2 separate regions of the Sus scrofa genome follow, and region 1 is linked to region 2. The links are chromatin contacts, called in public HiChIP or PLAC-seq maps. All regions are on one chromosome and are shown on one strand. Each heading gives the region's core, a stretch centred on a gene start, on an enhancer-like site or on the middle of the called end of the contact. The rest is flanking DNA. Distances are from core to core; before and after follow the strand shown. Region 1 overlaps GLG1 (Golgi apparatus protein 1). Region 2 overlaps RFWD3 (E3 ubiquitin-protein ligase RFWD3).

What was found. HiChIP or PLAC-seq counts read pairs in DNA pulled down with a chosen protein or histone mark.
Region 1: a contact with region 2 is called in an H3K27ac HiChIP or PLAC-seq map of alveolar macrophages. The contact joins two enhancer-like sites. A contact is called at or near these places in 11 of 47 Hi-C or Micro-C datasets (adipose tissue, blood, embryonic fibroblasts and 6 more) and 1 of 2 datasets of contacts at active chromatin or transcription factors (alveolar macrophages).

Annotation. Positions count from the first base shown.
Region 1 is chr6:13,159,771-13,166,005 of Sscrofa11.1, reverse strand. It overlaps GLG1 (Golgi apparatus protein 1), which reads right to left. Exons shown (of 27, transcript XM_005664351.3): 27 at 519-5,794. The coding sequence ends at 5,627. Among named protein-coding and RNA genes, the nearest start is that of PDPR, 24 kb to the left of the region's middle. Within about 2 kb of position 2,300, at least 13 of the 83 cell types and tissues checked have an H3K27ac peak or open chromatin away from gene starts, as enhancers often do. A contact at or near this core is called in adipose tissue and alveolar macrophages, where this site is marked.
Region 2 is chr6:12,991,224-12,997,338 of Sscrofa11.1, reverse strand. RFWD3 (E3 ubiquitin-protein ligase RFWD3) reads right to left here. Exons shown (of 13, transcript XM_003481788.4): 13 at 3,287-5,661. The coding sequence ends at 5,518. Among named protein-coding and RNA genes, the nearest start is that of GLG1, 18 kb to the left of the region's middle. Within about 2 kb of position 3,743, at least 14 of the 83 cell types and tissues checked have an H3K27ac peak or open chromatin away from gene starts, as enhancers often do. A contact at or near this core is called in adipose tissue and alveolar macrophages, where this site is marked.

The sequences.
Region 1 (6,235 bases), core at 1,051-3,550, 170 kb before region 2:
CTGATGCAAATTAGTTTAGCTGAGGGAAGGGAGAAGAAAAGACATGGGAGGAGTGTCATGACCTCTGGACTGGGCTGTTGGAATGGGGAAGCAAGCACTGACTATGGGACAGAGCAGGGCCTGGAAAATAAACGCGGCCTAGTTCCGGGCCTGAATGAGAAGGTGGGCCACCAGAGACACGGTGCTGCTCATGCGTCACATCTGTAAGAAGTTCCAGATACGTGCTCCCACAGGAAGGAGACTCATGACATGGCTTAAACACATCAGTTAGAATGAGTAATTCTGGACGCATCAGCCTGAGAGTCAGAAAAACTCCAGATCTGGCTTCCCGCTCTCCTCTAAAAGGCCTGTAGCCCTACTCTGCTTGACCTAAGTAGCCAAGAACACAGACATTCTAGCAGTTACGTTTTGAACATCAGTGCCAAGTTCACCGTCAGGGCTCACAGCTCAGGAGACTTCTACCAGCAGAGCAGGGGGGTGGACGGTCCTCCCAGTCAGCACAGAGAAGATTTAACAAGTAAAAACCTGCAAACTCTTTATTAAAGTCTCCCATTTCATCTGTACAGAAAAAAATGCACATTATGTTCAGAATCTCAGTAACATCTCAAAATTACACAGCATGAACATGTAAAAACAAGGAACTGCAGGGATTTTATACACAGAAAGGAAAACCATTTACAAAAGAGGCGTGTTAATTTTACTTTTCTTTTTCTCCTTCTTTCTCTAAAAACAAAAACAAAAACATAAAAGTAAAGGCCTAAGATCTCACACAGCATTTGCTGTATAGTCTGTTTTCCTGCTTGGATTGACCTGGGAACACTGCGCTGGGAGAAGCCACGCAGGACGCCTCGGGCTGCCAGCCCTCGTGTCGGCCGTGCCATCCAGTGCACTGCAGTCTGACCGGGGGAGCTGTTCACATGTTCATCTAGCATGTGTGGTGCAGGGCCTGCTGGGCTACGGGGTCCAGGTGTCAGTGTTGGGCGGAAGGCAAAACAGAATATAGAGGCACTATCTCAGCTTTGTCCTGGCCCAGGGAGACTCGCCCACTGCGTGTCTCCCGCTATCCCTACCTGCCTCCCGACATCCCTACCTGTGTGTCGTGGCGGGTCCTGGGGATGGGGAAGGAGAGGAAATCACCGTGGGCTTCCCTCACCACCAGCCTGAGAAGACAGTGCTCTCTCTGTGCTCCAGCGACAGTCCCTGGGTCTCCACTGCGATCTCACCAGATGGTCTGGGGGAGCGTGTCACCCCGGAAGGTCAGTCTGGGTTTGCTCATGACTTATCTTTTGTCTGAGGTCTGGGCAGGAAAGGGGATTCGGCTTCAAACACGATTGCCTTGACATGTGACCCTGTCCTAGTGCAGAGGAGGACCGAGAGGAGTGCAGCTGGAGAGAAGACAAAGCAAAGGCAAGTGAGAGAGAAAAAGAATGAGAGAGGCAGGGGAAGGAGGAGACAGAGTCAGAGACAGAGAGGGAGAATGAGGGGAAGCGGGGAGAGAGACCAGAACACGGGCTCTGGCCCTACGCCCTTGGGGAACTGAAGACCACTGGGGAAGAGGTGATTCAGGAATGGAGAGTCTCTAAAGGCTTGGGGGGAACTCAGAGCACTGGAATCCTGCTTTTTTTTTTTTTTTCCTTGGCTTTTTAGGGCCGCACCCAAGGCATATGGAGGTTCCCAGGCTAGAGGTCGAATCGGAGCTGTAGCTGCCTGCCTACACCAGAGCCACAGCAACGCAGGATCCGAGCCGTGTCTGCAACCTACATCACAGCTCATGGCAACGCCGGATCCTTAACCCACTGAGCAAGGCCAGGGATGGAACTTGCGTCCTCATGGATGCCAGTCAGATTCATTAACCGTTAAGCCACGACGGGAACTCCCAATCCTGCATTTAAAAAACTACTTAGGGGTTTTCCAAATGATGAGAATAAATAAAAGGAGTCTGAAGTTTTTCAAATTCCTAAGAATCTGAGATATAAGTAAGTATACGAAAATGCACATGATTCAAAACGCCATATTCTTTTTGTTCTATGGCTGACATATAGTTTGAATGTGTCAGGCTCTGTTGGCTGGCTTCCAAGGGGCTCCACTCCAGGCTCCCTCTCTGTATCTGCCTGCTCAGAGCAAGTGACATGCAGAGAATGTTTGCTTTGTGGTGGGGGAGGGGAGGGGAAGAAATGGGAAGCCAAGGCCTTTTCTCTGAGGAACTTGAGACCAGCTAAGAAAGGAAGCCCAGAAAGCCACGACCCCTTTCCCGGGTGACTCACATTAGTGGGGATGGGAGCCTGGAAGTGGTGCAGAAGTCACACACAAAGAGAGGGAGTCTTGCCCTGGGAGGTGGAAGCAAGTCGGCACTCTGCCTGCTAAAACCTAGACGGGTGCCATGACCTTTTATCTCTGGATTCTCTAACTACCTGACCTTAGGAAAACGGAACAAGTAAAATCCGATGGCAACCTTCTGTCTCACCTAGGAAAGGAGACTCTCCCTCCCTCTCTTAGCATCCCTGAGAAGAGGAAGTGCATGAGGTGAGCCAGCCAAAGACCTGCCACAAATACCAGTCCACACCTTCTCACTCAAAACCAGAATTCCCCTCGCTTCCACGGATGCACTGGCTCAGGGCAAGCTGCCGGCAGCCACAGAACCGGGCCTGGTAGTGGTACCAGAGTTTGAGGGAATGCTGAGAGGGGGGGCCTTCCTGCTGGAGTGCTTCCTGCTCCTGTGCTTGCCTCCCATCCTGGCGCACCTCGCCGGCAGACTTCTCTTGGGACAGCGGCAAGAACAGCGGCCAGGGAGGCACTAGGGTTAAGGTCTCCCTCCCCGAGCCTGCCGTCTGTGTGAGAAGCTCCGTTAGAGGGAGCAGTCAGCCTTGCTCTTGACATTCTGCCTACATTTCTGACTTCCTGGCACCTCTGGAGTATTGTGGAGACACTAAATCTGAGTTCCTGAGACACTGGAGTGAAATGACAAGGCCTAATGAGTTTCCTGGCTGCTGTCATCTTCAGCAAGTGCTTAGAGCCTTGGCCCAGGCCAAAAACCCCACCCGCTGCTTCTGTTACTATCATGGGCTAGACACCAGGAGAGGAGATAAAGAACGAGGCCCATCACCAGCTCCTCCACTAAAGCCATGGTTTCTTCTTGATTAGTTCTCGACTAGATAACTTACCCAAGAGGACCTATGAGGCCAGTAACCAGAGGTGTCCCAGAACCTGTGCTGTTACACCAAATGCGGTCAGAAGGGGGACTGGCGGGCTGCAGGTTCAGATGGTGCTGGGCCCCTTGGACGTAGGCAACTGCTCAGGACACTCCCGGGGACTCTCAAGAATGGGTCATGTGAAACTATTCCAAGTAGCGTGGTGAAATGCTTTCTAGCAATGAGCAAAGACAGCAGCAGCATTATCCCTTCTATCTATTTGGATCCTTTCGAAAGGTGACAAATATTTCAAGAATCAAACTCCTTTTCAAACTTCCAGATCTGCTTCAGACAATTGAGATCATCTCTCAGCTCAGAAAGAACAAAAGCATCAAGACATCTTAAACCACAGAGGTGTTTTACATGTACTGGGGGGAGACTGCGGAGGAGGAGAATGGTACCCCCGCTCTCAGCAAATGGGGAACACGTACTCTATCCTGGAAACCGCATCACACGCGTCAGTGGGGACCTGTGTACAGATGACATCCCGACCCCTCGATCCTAGGCCCTCGAGCCCAGCGGGAACCCTGGAGGTGAACTACCTGGGCCGGCTCAGTTCAGTCCGGCAGTGCGGTAGCCGGGGGTGTTGTTCAGACTCCAAGAGTTTCAAGTTTTATGAGACTGAAGAGTCCCAGGGCAGCTGCTGAGAATCAAGAAGACCCTAAGAGCAGGACTGAAGGGACCGAGCAGCTTTGACGCTCCCCTTGGTGACTTACAGTATCCTAGGCGGGGTGTGCAGCTGGCTTTTGGAACCCACTGCCTCTGGGAAGGGTAGTGAAAAGGAAGAAGAAAGAAAAAGGAAACCACAGTATTCAAATATATGTCAGTCAGGTTAGACAAGGAGTCCTTTGGATCAACGGACCCGCTTTCAGGGAAGACAGACGTGGGAAGGTCGCGCAGCACGTGTGGACAGAGGCGGGGGCAGGGCGGGGAAGCGCGCGTGGGCTATGTGGACAGTTTTAGGCACGTGATTTATAATACTTTGTGGACGTCTAACAGGTTAATAAAATATATATTATATAAATATATCTCCAACTGTACACGCCGCCCTCTTGTGCAGCCAAGGCGCGCGAGGCTGGACCGTGATGCCTGCCTCCTCCCTGTTACACCCCGAACCTGTCATCTCTACGCTGAGGAGGGTGGGGGAAGACAGCCAGGAACAGTGCTTCCACAAAGCTCAGCCTCAGGCAAGACTGACGAGTCACCAAACGCCTACGACAGGGGGTGTATGCCGCAAATGGGGAGACAGAAAAAGTGGAGAAAAGCCCCCATCTTTTAATGCAGTAACTCTCCACACCCTCTCCACTTAGGAGGCATAAGGAAGCTTGTCTGGGAAGGTGGCCTTGAGCCTGCAGAAAGGTCAGGCTGGACTGCCAGTCACACCCCGAGCCCAAGCTAAATCTTTATAAGCCATTGTCTCTGACCTGCATTGTGGCCTGAAAAATAAAGCAAAGTGAGTCGAACCCCTGCTCCTCCTTCCTGCCCTCTGCTCCCTCTCCCACAGCCACGGCTTCCCAGAGAAGCGCAGGACTTCTGGAGGAACTGCCACCCCGGCAGAGTCCGTCTGAACACGGCTGAGTCCTCACTGGCCTGGAGGAGGAAGGTTGCTGGGATCCAGCTGCCTTGGGCCTCGGGATCCAGCCTCCAGTGCAGATCAGTGGACTGATCGGCTTCGCACACTCGGATCCCCTCTCCAACCCTCCTGCCCGTGGCCTAGAGAAGCGCCTACTCTACTTCACTGAGGTGAGGCGGTCACAGAAACACCCATGGCCTTGGGGTCTTGACCAGCAGTGGCTCTACTAGGGTGGCAGCAGAAGAAAACAAGCCCTGAAGCGGGCTGGTTAGTCATTTCCCACTCATCAGTGAAGTCCATGGCCCCAACGTGGGCCAACGGTGCTTCTGAGAAACAAGCCAGACAGCCCAGTTACAGCGCACTGGGAGGCGTGCTCCCCCCAAGTCCCGCCTTCACTGTACACCGTCACACAGAAGAAACAACCCCACTGCTCAAATCAAGCCCGGAAGAGATGTGTTACTATATACATTTTTTTCTTTCTTTAAAAATTTTCTCTTTTTTTTGTTTTTTGTTTTTTTTTTAAAAAAAAAAAGAAAAAAAAATCATTTGAGTTGCAGGTCAGGTGAGTTGGTTCTGGAAGTACTGGTGGTTCCATCGGTATGAGACTTGTCTATGGGCAGGTAAACCCAAGTCTGCCAACAAAGGCAATACCCAAAGCGGCCAGCTGCTGCACAAATGGTCGAGGAGGAGGACACCATGGACAAGGGCCAAGTCTGAGGTGGGACAACGCGGTGGGTACCTGCGGCTGCTCTAACATGGGTACTGGTGTCACCTCGCAGAAGGACGAGGTGCGTGGGTACACTCTACAGGAGGGCTGTACAAACGGGGCACTGGACAGGCGGTTCCTCTGGCGGTCAAGGCGGCTCTACCTGTCCTTGAGCTCTCGTGTCACTCTCTTGGTGATACGTCCACACATCAGGCCGATCAGGAACAATATGCAGATGCTCCCACTGATCACGGAGAGAATGTAGTTCTTTGACGGGGATGTCATCACTTGCATGGCGAGGTCCGAGAAGCCATCCGCTGGCGCCACCTGGAAAACACGCAGCAGTATCATCCCCAGAGAGAAGTGGACTGGGAGGGATGTTTGCCCCAAACTGCCTCGTCAACATCTACTTGACTTTTTATTATTTCATGTTTTTGTCTTGTTAGGGCCATACCTGCAGCATATGGAGGTTTCTAGGCTAGGTGTTCAATCGGAGCTGTAGCCACTGGCCTACACCACAGCCATAGCAACGCCAGATCTGAGCCGCATCTTCGACCTACATCACAGCTCATGGCAACGCCAGATCCTTAAGCCACCGAGCAGGGCCAAGGATCAAACCCGAATCCTCGTGGATGCTAGTTGGGTTCATTAATCGCTGAGCCATGACGGGAACTCCTCAACACTTACTTTAACTTACGTCATTTCTTCTGGGGAGAGAGGAGGGCAAGGGACAAGGAAACAGAGCCCTAACTCTTTTTCCTGATCAGG
Region 2 (6,115 bases), core at 2,494-4,993:
TTTTTTGGAGGGGAGGGAAGTGTCTTAATCAGAGAAGCAAATATGGAAGTTTCCAGGCTGGGCTCAAATCGGTGCTGCAGCTGCCAGCCTACACCACCTCCAGAGCAACACCAGATCGGAGCCGAGTCTGTGACCTACACTGCAGCTCATGACACAATGTATTCTTTAACCCAGTAGGCAAGGCCAGGGATTGAACCCACATCCTCATGGATACTAGTCGGGTTCCCCCGTTTTCCCCGAGCCACAATAGGAACTCCGTTTCCTTTGCTTGCCTCAGGCAGCAAGTAACTCATGTGAGCTGAGGGAAGGGGTGTAGTGTTTGCCTAGTGGCATTAAAAGTACTGTTATTCTCTCCACCTCCATGTCAGGATTCCATCTTCATGAGAGGAACTGGGGTCATGGTCAGCTTGCGGGCTTCCACTGGAGTATAATTCAGGTTGCAGAACTTCTCTGGGCTTAGACTCCACAGCAACTTCTCCTCTTCCCCCACCCCCATCACTCTTTCTTACCTGTTCCTGGCTAATCTGATGAACAATCAATTTTCTGGACTATGTGTAAGAGACACAACTGAGCCACACCAGCACCCAACACCCCTACCAACCTCAAGGCTGGGAATTTACCAGCGAGGGCCCTCTGGATGCACTGTTTTAAGCTTATGGTGGCATTCTAATCAGACAGCAGGGTCTAAGGGCACGATACAGACCCCAGCAGTGGACAGTTTGAAGGCATGTATAGCCATTTATCCAGGCCAGATATTTCTCCTTTATTTCAGGAACAAGGAGTCCTCCAAACCCCGATTTTCATTAACCTATAGTCCAACTGTTGCAGCTCACACAAAACTTAGCTTAGAACTTCTAGGCCTTTTTACCCTCATGTCTTTAAGTTCTGAACTCCCTGTGTTTTCTTCTCAATGTGCAACATTCCATTAAATCCAGGAGTTCCCGTTGTGGTGCAGCGGAAATAAATCGGACGAGTAACCATGAGGTTGCAGGTTCCATTCCTGGCCTCGCTCAGTGGGTTAAGGATCCAGATGCGGCTCTGATCCCATGTTACTGTGGCTGTGGTATAGGCTGGCGGCTATAGCTCTGATTCAACCCCTAGCCTGGGACCCTCCATATGCCATGGGTGTGGCCCTAAACAAGGAAAAAAAAAAAAATCAAATCTAGATGTTGTTACTTTGGGCCCACATTCCAGTTCTGCTTGGTGTGTCCATAATTAGATACACCTATTGTTACTTCTTAGGGCCAAGTGAGAGTTCACGGCCCTTCTCACCCCTCAACAGCAGGAGGCTTCTATCCTGCCAGCCCTGAACCCTGCTTTCTACAGCAGGACAGAGCAGTTTCACCACCTTCCTTCTCCCTTCAACCCAACTCCGATGAGCAGTGAACTGGGTAGCTCTGGCCCATGTATCATGGACTCTTCCACTGGACAGTGTTCTCAGCCTCAGCACCCAGAAACCCAAGACAAATGAGAGCATTCGGAAGAATATAAAGGGTCACAAGAAAATGCGTTAATTTTACTTTTTCTTTTTTGTGGGGGGTGGGGGCCGCCCCAGCGGTATATGGAGGGTCCCAGGCTAGGGTCTAATTGGAGTTTCAGCTGCCAGCCTACACCACAGCCACAGCAACGCCAGATCCAAGCCGCATCTGCGACCTACTCACAGCAACACCGGATCCTTAACCCACTGAGTGAAGCCAGGGATTGAACCCACAACCTCATGGTTCCTAGTCTGATTTGTTTCTGCTGCACCACGATGGGAACTACCTGTGTGCTTTAATTTTAAATGCAAAGTATAGAATGTAAAGACTAGGATATGTAAAACTGAATTAAATGCCACCTAAATGTTTTTTCTCTTTAACTGGATTTTTAATTTTTTTTCCTTTTTAGGGCTGCACCTGCCATAGCAATGCCAGATCCGAGCCATGTCTGTGACCTATGCCACAATTTGTGGTCACACTGGATCCTTAACCCAGAGTGAGGTCGGGCATCAAACCCACATCCTCATGGACACTACATGGGGTTTTTAACCTACTGAGCTACAACAGGAACGCCTTTAACTGGATTTTTAACCTGTTTCTTTCCCTATAAATTGGAATAATAATATTTATTCCACAACATTGTTTAAAAATTATTAGGAAGGGGCTTTGTGTACTATACAGGGATTAATAAACAGAAGAGATTCTTACCAACAAACAAGTTGACTGATCAAAGGACAAGGACACACAGGCGTTTATTTTCAGAGATTTCACTTGCAGCCAATCACTGAGATGGGAAACAAAAAAGAACACTACGGAAGAGAAAAGAGTGGTGTTAGGTTTCTTGGTAATTTGGGGTTTTACCTCTTTATCCTTTTCTGTCAGGCTCCCTGACAATGTTAAGCTTATTTATACCTATGGATTTAGTCCTCCTGTAATCTATTAAATTCCACTTGCTGTTTGGCTAGAAAACATTTTCAGCCTTTCCAGTCTAATCCCAGAACCCCATTATTTATGGCAAAAGGGATCCCTGAACTCAACAGAAAAAGAAGCTGAGCAAGTGGCCAGAACTGTGCTGAGCACAAACCCAGGAGCCCACATTTGCCCAGTGCTGCCACCACCCTCAGAAAAGCTGCCAAAGACTAATAGAAAGAAAAGGGTGGAGTTCCCTTCATGACTCAGCATTTAACAAGCCCAACTAGCATCCGTGAGGAGGCGATTTGATTCCTGGCCTTGCTCAGTGGGTTAAGGATCTGATGTTGCCATGAGCAGACGTGGCTTGGATCTCATGTTGCTGTGGCTGTGGCCGGCAGCTGTAGCTCCAATTTGCCCCTAGCCTGGGAACTTCCATAGGCTGCAGGTGCAGCCCTAAAAAGCAAAAATAAATAAATAAATAAATATGTATTTATAAATAAATATATATATATAAAAGAAAAAGAAAAGGGTGAGTTCTCTCCTCTTCCCATATTATAGTCTTCTGGATTCGACTCATAGGAAGCCAGCAGGCAGAGTCTGGGAGATGCAGTTGCAGCATTTAGACCTCTGGATCCGAGAGTAAACAAATGACCAGTGTAGGGAAGTTCTTAACAGGCAAACACAGACCGTCTCCGTAGCAACAGTAAAAGAGAATGTCCAACAACAGCCTCAACTACCTCATCAATTTAAACAAGATTTTCACTTCAGGTCCAGGGCCCATCCTGGATCTGACTATACGAAATGAATGAAGACCTACTGGGCTGCAACTGCAACCCTCCTCCAAAGGGAGACACGATCCTGCCTCTAGCGGTCAAAAAGACAAAAGACCTCAAGAGCTGGTACACATGGTAAATGTTTTATTCATATTAACATTAAAGAGTAAAACACAAACATAAAATATAGAACTTAAACAAAGACACACTGGTTTTCAAAGCAGGTTCAGGATATATACAGTAAGAACATATTTTGAGGTTGCTTTAACTCCAAACCCCCAAATAGGGAACGAGCTCAGAGACAGGGAGAGGGAACGGGGTGGGGCAGAGCCTGGTCTCAGCTGTAACCTCTGCTGCCAGGCAGAGGGGAGCAGGGCCAGGGGTGAAGTTTTTTCCTTTGGAGAAATCAGTCCGTCACAAGAATTTGTTTCTAAAACATCTAAATTTACTAGAGGAATGCAAAGATTGGTAGGACATGAGATTCTTTCAACTCCTCTAGTAATACCAGTCCCTTGGTTCCTATGCTGGGGAGGAATGAACTGGCCTCCGCTGAGTGTAACTGCAACATTAGTCAAATCCCAGCCCTGCCCTGGTTTCTGCTCCTGCCCAAGACAAAGGCGGCCAGAACCAGAGCACTCGCATCCTCTCTGATCAGTGGCAGAAACCACAAGAGTTCTGCTTTTTAATTCAAATCTTTTCCTGCCACCGGAAGCTCTATGCCCTGGCATTCTCAATCATCAACATATCAAAGGGAATACCTCCTCTGAGAAAGCGGACTCTTTCCTAAGCCTTGGAAACCGGCTTTTTGAAAGAGGTCCTTAAATAGAAGGAGGCCACTCTTAAAAAAGCACAACTAAAAGGTGGAACTCTGGGAAATCTACTGCAATAGCCAGGAGAAATGCTGGAAACAGCTCAGGAACCGACAGGTCAGAACTGTTTTAAAATAAAAACCACATTTCTACAACAGTTATTTAAGAAAATCACACTATTCGCCATCCTGCTCCCAAGAACAAGGAGCACGCCTTGAGACATGTTCTGTTGGGGACAGCAGTTTAACACAGTAGCCTTTGGCAAAGCAAACAGATATAAACTAAACCCTCTATTAGAGAGAAAGCTGGACAATCCAGGACTAGAATGAATGATGGTTGAGCATCTCCCTGTAAATCCACCACTAATATCGTCCTGAGAATAACTATGATACCAGGAACCCTTTTAAAAAAAGTTAGGAAGGCAGGCAAATCAGAGGAACTCGGAATCCAACATCAGTTTCACCTGGGGGAAGGCTTTAACGGGGGAGTCCCAGACATGCTCAAGAATGGCCCCTCATTCCAGGGGGCTGGCTTTATTCAGAAACGCTAACGGAAGAGACAAACACGCCCTTCTCCTGCTGTCAACAGCAGTTTGAGCAGCTTCTCTTTCGTCAGCCTCTCTTGGTTATGGCTCCTTGCTCCTGACATCTCATCCTAGGAGAGCCTCGAGAGCTCTGACATATGGCTTATCTCTTCTTAGCGAGAGGGGAAAAGAGTGGCCTTCAAAGCACTGGCTTATATAAAACCAATCCTGAGATCCTAAGCTGGTTAGAAAAAAAGCGAGGCTTCTCTAGTGCTCAAACAAGGGGTCTCTTTCCTTGATTGCCACAGTGTGATGAACTGGGTAGACTCGGCATTAGGAATGGGTCCGCCAGCCACCTTCATCACTGAGTGTGCCCATATCCCAGCATGGCACACCTGGAACATAACTGTTCCTGCCACGAAGCAGACTGGATGCGCTCTACCACACACCTGGGATGGGACCAAGTTACACTAAAAGGTTTTCAGCCGCTAAGGTCGGAAATAGATCAAATCTGTCCCAAGGTACTTCAGCGCCCTCTTGTGTTCACATGAAGACTCTTCTGTGTCCACGCTGCATCAAGATGGTTGGTTAGTCCCTCCAGGGACTAAACATTCCCAAGTCTTAGAGCTCAAGTGATAAGACCACTCTAGAGGGCTGTCACATCCTCTGGAAATGCTTGGTGCACACTCATATCCTAAATGCCTGCTGGAAGGATACCCTCTGAGGTCCAGCAGAAAGTCTGAATAAAAAATATAGATTCTCAACAAAGTTTAATGAAGGCTTTTAACCCAAGAAATGGATAATGTTGATGGAGTACCAGTCACTCTTCTGATGGACACTGGAAATACACAATCTGTAGTGTCTTGGTGACCTGGAGTCTTAGAATCATACTAACCCTAAGTAGCCATGATTGCAAAAGTTCTAGGCCACAATCAGCACAGAACTTGATCAGGGCTTCGAGGTGCCAGGAAACAACATTTAACATTAACCAGCAACATGCCCAACAGGTTTCAAGGCCATGGTCACTCCCACTTATAGATGTGGACCATCTTCTCTGTCAAGGTAGCCAGGTAGCTGTTATGGTTCACCTCAAACGGGCAGATGTCCATGACCGGCTGATGGGCCTGCAGATCCTGCAGCAGCGAGCCACTGCCAGCATCCCACAGCTAGACAAGACAAGCAGAGACAAAGGTCAGGAAGTCATTCGCTTCAGCTTGGGAACTTGCCTTCTCTATCGTCACGTCACTTTGAACGTGCTACAGAGACAGCACCGCCTGGGCAGCAAAACAGACTGTCCTTAACCTTCACGTGGTTGCACGAACCCAGCACACCTAACACAGGCCTCACCCAATGTAATCGGCAATTAATCTCCTGAGAGTGCATCTGAAGACCAAGCTTACTACTTCAAACTATGTGCCAAAAACTTCTAGGTAGAGAAGACAAAAGAAGTCCCTGTCTCTGCCCTTACGGAATCTATATTCTTTTTTTTTTTTTTTTTTTTTTGTCTTTTTGCCATTTCTTGGGCCGCTCCCGCGGCACATGGAGATTCCCAGGCTAGGGGTTGAATCGGAGCTGTAGCCACCAGCCTACGCCACAGCCACAGCAATGTGGGATCCGAGC